2 separate regions of the Gossypium hirsutum genome follow, and region 2 is linked to region 1. Evidence: chromatin contacts called from public Hi-C data. All regions are on one chromosome and are shown on one strand. The core of a region is the stretch at or near the end of the contact, and the rest is flanking DNA. Distances in the headings are between cores, read along the strand shown. Region 1 holds the start of LOC107955698. Region 2 holds the start of LOC107947893 (RING-H2 finger protein ATL39).

What was found. A called contact is a pair of places that touch in the nucleus more often than the background predicts.
Region 2: a contact with region 1 is called in a Hi-C map of leaf, with 2.2 times the contacts expected there. The contact joins the promoter of LOC107947893 here to the promoter of LOC107955698 in region 1. A contact is called at or near these places in 7 of 34 Hi-C or Micro-C datasets (leaf and petal).

Annotation. Positions count from the first base shown.
Region 1 is chrA07:84,850,735-84,854,401 of Gossypium_hirsutum_v2.1, forward strand. LOC107955698 reads right to left here and starts at 1,556. Exons shown (of 2, transcript XM_016891496.2): 1 at 1,173-1,556; 2 at 634-901. The coding sequence starts at 1,432. The coding sequence ends at 817.
Region 2 is chrA07:85,151,975-85,155,641 of Gossypium_hirsutum_v2.1, forward strand. LOC107947893 (RING-H2 finger protein ATL39) reads left to right here and starts at 1,922. Exons shown (of 1, transcript XM_016882397.1): 1 at 1,922-2,356. The coding sequence starts at 1,922. The coding sequence ends at 2,356. LOC107948554 (protein PAT1 homolog 1) reads left to right here. Exons shown (of 5, transcript XM_016883141.2): 5 at 1-1,284. The coding sequence ends at 719. LOC107948555 (OVARIAN TUMOR DOMAIN-containing deubiquitinating enzyme 11) reads right to left here. Exons shown (of 10, transcript XM_016883142.2): 9 at 3,578-3,634; 10 at 3,218-3,464. The coding sequence ends at 3,421.

The DNA.
Region 1 (3,667 bases), core at 306-2,805:
GTCGTTTAAATATTGAATTCGCTATTATTCAACACAAAAATTTTAAAACAAGACAATGTTTCGCGTTTTGGAATATCGAGAAATTGTGCCCTAACTTACGGGGGTTCAATTTTCTCGTTGATTCTAAATTGCCAAATATCCTTTTGAGTTTTAAAACATAAGGATTCCCAATCAAAATTAAGGACAAACTTGTGCTCGGGAGTTCATGGTATTGTGTCCTAACTTACGAGATGTGATACTCCGATATCTCGAGACAAATAAATCTTTAACAATCGTTTTGGTCTAATTCAAGCATTTCTTAAAAAAAAAAATCAACGTTAATGAAAAAGGATCACATTTTAAATCCGTTTCTGATTTTTCAACTTTCGACATTAAGACATTAACTAATCAATTTGGTACCAATTTTGGGCGTGACGAGGGTGCTAACCCTTCCTCGCACGTAACCGACTCCCGAACCTTTTTTCTCTTGAGTTTCGTAGACCAAAAACACCGTTTTAGTAAACTAGCATGTTTTATAAAAACAAAGATGATCCGTTCACACCTAATAAAGATCAGTGGCGACTCCTGTTTTAATCTTCGCTTTCAAACAAAATTGATTCCCGTTTTCAAAAAAATAGTTTTGACAGTCACAAATAGTAATTAATATATGTTTATTTCAAATATTAATTTTTTATTCTTAACTTAATTCTAATTCAAACTGTACAGGCTCAATTATGCCCTGCCCAAACTAAAAGACCAAACCCAATTAAATACAAACCCTAAAGCCCAAATCCTAGCCCCCTGCAGAGAAGAGAAAACAGCAGCAGCCCTCAACCCTCAGCAGCACACTCGGCCAACCAATGGCCGCCTCGCGCACCACCACCGGCATATGCTCCCTCCATGCGTCTGACACGCCCATACCCTGCAAACACAAACAACAAAAACAGCAGCCACAACAGAGGAATAAGAGCATTTTTTATTGTTATTGTAATCGGTTATAAAACCGAAGGGAGAAATTTTGAAAGAAGAAAAGAAAAACACTTTGCAAACAAGATTAATCAAAAAAAGAATAGAATTTTCGAAAGGTGAATATTTTGTTGGTGTTTCAGTTTCCGATTTTCTTTGCATTCTATTTTGTTTTCTTATTTTTTATTTACGAAAAAATAATAAGGGAAAGGAGGATAAAAACACACCTTCGATTAGCCATTTGGGTGCGCTCCGGTGTCCTTTTGCCGATCTGATGGCCGTCGCACCCCTGGGGTTCGACCAACGGCCGTGGCAGAGGGTGAGGAGCCGATGGGTCCTCCCTTTTCCCTTGCGTTGCTGTGGTCGTGAGTGTTCCTACTTCAAACCCGTTCAAAAAGAGGGTCGAAGAGACCCTTTCCATGTAGCGCTGGTCGCCGTTCGCGGCATGGGACATGGGGGATCTCCCAATGAATCCATGGTCGGCCATGGAGGAGGGATAGAGAGCAAGAGACGCTCTGCTGTTTTTGTGAAAATGGGGGGGGGTTTAAAACCTAACAGAGAAGAGAGAAAGCTTTTGGAATTTTCTGTAAAAATGGACTGCAAAAATGGAATTTTCAAAAAAAATTTAGGGTTAAATCTGCTGCGTGAAACGGCAGCGTTTTGAAGGGTGACCTAAGTGCCCAAACGGCACCGTTTTAGGGGTGCCCGTTCGCGACCCGACCCGTACCCGGGGGGATCCGCGTTTTTCCTTTAAATGGGAAATTGCTCGGCCCTTTTCTGATATTTGATTTAGTCCCGATTGGCTTTTTTTTCTTTTTAAATTTAGCCCGATTATTTTATTCCATCTCTGATTTGATCCCTGGACTGAACATTGAAACGCAGCGCATTAAGGGTTGGGGTAATTGCCCAGTTGACCACAGTTTCTTCGCGCGTATCTCAATCTAACCCCCTGGCAGTTTTCTATTTTATAATTTATACCCCTTTTTATTTTTATTTTAATTTAGCCCTCACCCTTTTATTTCAAATTGTTTTATCATGTTTTTATACATTTTATTTGCTGCCATTCAGATGTTATATTTATTTAGTTTAAAATTTCACGTGTTACTTATAAGATTTGTCACATTGTTCATTTATTTGAATGTGTATATATATACATTATTTATTTATGTTCCCTTTTGTAAACTGTTCACCTTTTTAGTTTGCATGTTTGTTTTAAATATTTCACATGATGTGTTAAATTGTTTTGTTTTTATTGTATATTTTATATTATTTTATCTTATGCCGAAAACATTATTCATAGCAATTTATAAACCACCAGAGTACCATTTTTAAAAAAATCATCTTTTGCATTATTTATTTAAAATTTATTTCATTAGTTTAAATTGTTTTCATGTACCCTTCAAATTTCCATTTGTTTATTCTAAAACATTCTATTTATTATTTATTATAGGATTTTCTTATATTACCCGTAGTATGCTTTTATGTACATATATTATTGGTTCTAAAAATTATATGTATTATCTTTTCTTAAATCGCTTTATATACATTATTGATTTTAAAAAGAATTTCATCTTTTATTTTATTTATTTTTAAACTCGTCTATTAGTTTTCTTTATGGTTTTATACTTTATTCAATTTGACTTGCTTTGTACTATTTATATTTTTTAGATTGCCAAATATGTTTTTGTTCATTAATTGTTAATGTTAGTATGTGAATGATGTATGTGAGCCATTATTGTCATCGCATGTATCATAAATTGTTCACTTACATTTTCACCTTGTTGTTGTATATTTACGTGACGTCATCCATGTATTATTGTTTATACTCATTCTCTCGTATCTCATATATTTGCCTCACGAATTAAACCCCAATGTATTTATCCAACAAATCACCTTATTTTAACCCAAATAAATAACACATGTTGCTTGAATATTGTATTCGTTACTATTCAAAAACAAAATTTTCCAAATAAGGCAATGTTATGCATTTTGAAATATCGAGGAATTGTGCCCTAACTTACGGGGTTTCGATTTCCTCGTTGTTTCTAAATGGCTAAATATCCTTTTCGAGTTTTAAAACACGAAACTCTCATTTAAATTAAAAGACGACCTTGTGCTCGAGAATTCATGGTATTGTGTCCTAACTTACGGGATGTGATACTCTGATATCTCGAGATAAGGAAATCTTTAAACAAATTGTTTTGTGCTAATTCAAAAATTTTAGAATCGATATTTATAGAAAAGATCGTATTTTAAATTCATTCCCGATTTTTGATTTTCGACATTAAGACACTAACTAATCAATTCGGTTCCAATTCTTGGGCGTGTCGGGGGCGCTAATCCTTTCTCGCACGTAACCGACTCCCAAACTTGTTCTCTTAAAATTCGTAGACCAAAATACTGTTTTAGTAAACTAAAATGTTTTATTAAAACAAAGGTGATTCAATCACACCTAATAAGGATCGGTGGCGACTCCCGTTTTAATTTTCGTTTTCAAAACCAAGTCGATCCTCGCGTTTTTTCAGAAAATGGTTTCGACACAAACTACACAGATTCAAACCAGCAGTGTACACCTTGATTTCGACAAAAAAATGTTAAGCATTTATATTATTTTCAATAATAATATTTCTGAAACATTGCAATTTTTTTTTCTTAATAAATCTCGATTAGTACATGTTATTTTTTTCATAAACTAATATCAGAATAGTTTAAATGTTTTTAA
Region 2 (3,667 bases), core at 672-3,171, 300 kb after region 1:
CAGTTAGCTGTGCTCCCAAAGACGACATCGTGTTCCTAAGATTAGTCTCCCTTGCAAAAGGCCGGAAGCTCATCACTAGGCTCCTTCAGGTTCTCATCCCTGGTAGTGAGCTTATGCGAATAGTGTGCATGACCATTTTCCGTTACTTGAGATTCTTGTTTGGTGGTCTTTCTGCTGATCTGGAAGCAGCTGAGACAACTAATGACCTTGCAAAGACAGTTTCCGTGTGTGTTAATGGCATGGATCTTCGTGCACTTAGTGCGTGCCTTGTTGCAGTTGTTTGTTCTTCGGAGCAACCACCACTTAGGCCTCTTGGAAGCCCTGCTGGGGATGGTGCTTCGGTGATCATAAAATCAGTTCTTGAAAGGGCCAGTCAACTTCTAAGTCATCCATCTGGAAATTGCAGCATGCCTAATTATACTCTCTGGAGGGCTTCATTCGATGAATTTTTTGCCCTTCTTACCAAGTACTGTGTTAGTAAATATGAGACAATAATCCAATCAATACATAACCAGCCTCAGCCAACCACAGAAGTCATCGGTTTAGAGGCTATAAGGCGTGAAATGCCTTGTGAACTTCTACGAGCTAGTCTTCCTCACACTAATGAATCCCAGAGGAAGCTTTTGATGGACTTTTCTCAGCGTTCGGTGTCCATGAACGGATCCAGTTCGCCTGCTGGAAGTACTAGCCGAATCAACTCTGAATCGGTAAGGGTCTAATAAAGAAGGGAAGGGTAGCATGCAAATTTTGTGAACAATGCAGTTGATAGGATGTAGAATGAGAGAACAGAGGGGAAGAGGTATGCATTATTGTCCTCCTTCCTCTCTTCTTCCCTTTTCCTAAGATCATGAAAGTTGATCGAATTTATTCTAGCAACACAAATGAATGTGTGGTGTGATGGGGGAGAGTTGGTGATTGGAAATTGTTAGTGTAGCTTGTGGGGAGCTTTATTTTGGTGCTCTGCTTTGAGACGCTCCGTTGCCAAGGGGAGTCGTAGTATTAGTGGGTTGGAATGAAAATGAATGTACAGTTGGTCGCTTACTGAACCTTGGAAACACTCCTTTTCTATACTGTTCCAATTACAGTAGCTCCGAGGAAGTCTGATGATGCCCAAATTGGGTGGGTTTGTGGCTTTTCTAGTCTACTTGAGTTATTGAAGAGGGGTGGGGGATGAAGGGTGGCTTCTCTGAGCAATTCAAAATCAACCTGTAATAATAGAAAAAGAAATGTTTTATATGATCAGACTTTAGTTTTAATTCTAAATGCAAAGCAAGATTTGTTGCCTGTCTTGTCTTTGTTCTAAATTCTAACCATGCTATCTACATCTTGTGAAATCCTGGTATTCTCTGCGAGATTCCTATGGTATTATAGAGCGTTGGGAGAGGTCTATTTCTACGTTGGAGGCGTGAAGATACTGAAACTAAGCTGCCTACCAATAGAAAATCAGATATGCAAAGACAGCCACCCTTGATTCCATTGTCATCTATAATAGTCGATCAGAAACCGATATCAAACTCTGTTAATTAATAAAAGCTAAATGAATAATAAAGTTTAAAATTTTAATAAAAATACTAGTGCTCGTGAGTGAAAAATAAAGAATACTGTAGGAGTATGTTTTAAAAGAGTAAAAAATAGCAAATAGTGAATCAATAAGAGATATAGTTTCATATTTTTAATTAAAAAAGTTAATTACTTATGTGACTTTAGTTTTTATGTATATAAATAAAAATGCGATTATCTTTTAATTCTTCTATTAAACATGATGGGATAAAATAAAATAATTGTATAGTTAGAAAGATTTAACTTGCTCTCTACGGAAGAATCTTCAGGTGAAATTTCAAACAAATTGAAAAAGGAAAACTTGGGTTTAAATATTATGATTCACTCAATACTAAACTAGTGTTTCATCATTGAAGGAAGCATGGCAATGCCACCAGCAGCGGCTGAGATTGACGTTGAAAGACCACTTAATCTTGTCGGAATTCTAAGTGTTGTCGCTTCTTTCCCCATAACAGTATTTATAATTTACATCATAAGGACTTGTTATGAAAAAGCCAGAAGGCAGCTCCGACATCCGACTCAAGACATTGAGGCCGGCCGTCAATCCATGCGGCAACCGGCAGGGACCGTTGTAATAGACAAGAAGAATAATATAATTAGCACGCAAGAAACTACAGCCAAAGAAGGAGAGAGTGGAAGCAAGGATTGTGCAATATGCCTGGAAGAACTGAAAGAAGGGGATCGTTGCAGGATGTTAAGCAAATGCCGACATGTTTACCATCTTTCTTGCATCGATCGATGGTTGCTTAAGCACTCCCATTGGCCGCTTTGTCGTGCTTCTATCTACGCTTCCTGATCTAACTGCTTTTCTTTGCATTACAATTGTTTCATATTTTTATACTTTTATATTCGTATATAGCATTTGATCTGTTCTTCAACATTTATCAATGGATGCGGTTTTTTCGTTTGATCCTTTTTTTTTTGTTCTTTCTAGCCCTCCCTTTCAAGTGTTTCGCAAAAAAAAAAAAATCGATGAACTTGACATGATATGTTTAAACTTGGTTTCATGAGATGTTTGATGCACATTTTGTAATAGATTTTGATACTTTTTATAATTTGTTGTATTAACTTCAAAAAATAATATTTATTTGTGGTTTATTTTATTTTATAATTTGACTTTTATTAGTGTATGAGCAAATTTAAACTCTATATTCTAAATTTTCATTTTTATATGTAGCATCTTATATGGAAAAATATATCTCTACAAATGTAATGTGATGTTAACTTATTATTTTCAAAAAATACTTAAAAAAAAAACACCATCATTATTTTCTATTTTTTAAAACCAAAGAATAAATAATAATAATAATAATAATAATAATAATAATAATAATAAACAATTCTCAATTTTGCAATTCAATCAATCCGATACCATTATCTGAATTTAGTTTTAGTTCAAATATCATTGATTATTTTAGTTAACGAATTTAACAATCATCATTTGGATCAGGACTGAAATTTCAACGTTCAAAAAATATATGAACTAAAAAAATCAAAAATTGAAGAAGTGATTAACTCAACAACTTATGCACAATACAAAACTAGTAGCCGAATATAACCAAATTAACTTTAACTACTACTATGTAGGACATGACTAAAATTTCAAAATTAGAAAAAAGATATGAACTAAAATGAATCAAATTAGAGTACAAAGAACTTATGCAAATGTACAGGTGGCTGCACAGTCAATACTTTTTATGTTTTCTGAATGTTAATTATTTGTATACAAAATAAAGTTAAATGATCAAATAACTAATAAGTTTTGTAATAGCAAACTATTTCTGAATGGCACATAAAGGTGAGTAAAAATATACATATAATAGATAAAATAAACTGGGAATGTGTCGTATTATATCAATCCTAAAAAAGCCAATGCTTTCTTCTTGGTGCTCTGGTAGGAACATCTGTAAACATACATAAGTATATGGACTTCATTCATCTGGCCGATGAAATAGCAAGAATTGTGTGAAAGATAAAAAAAGAATTAAGAAATGAAAACTACTAAAGTTGGTCTCACCTCCACTTGCATACAATGAATTGTAATGTACTTCACTCCAGAAGCTCAGCCAAATTTCTAGAATACACAATAATAAGCAACTTTTTATTA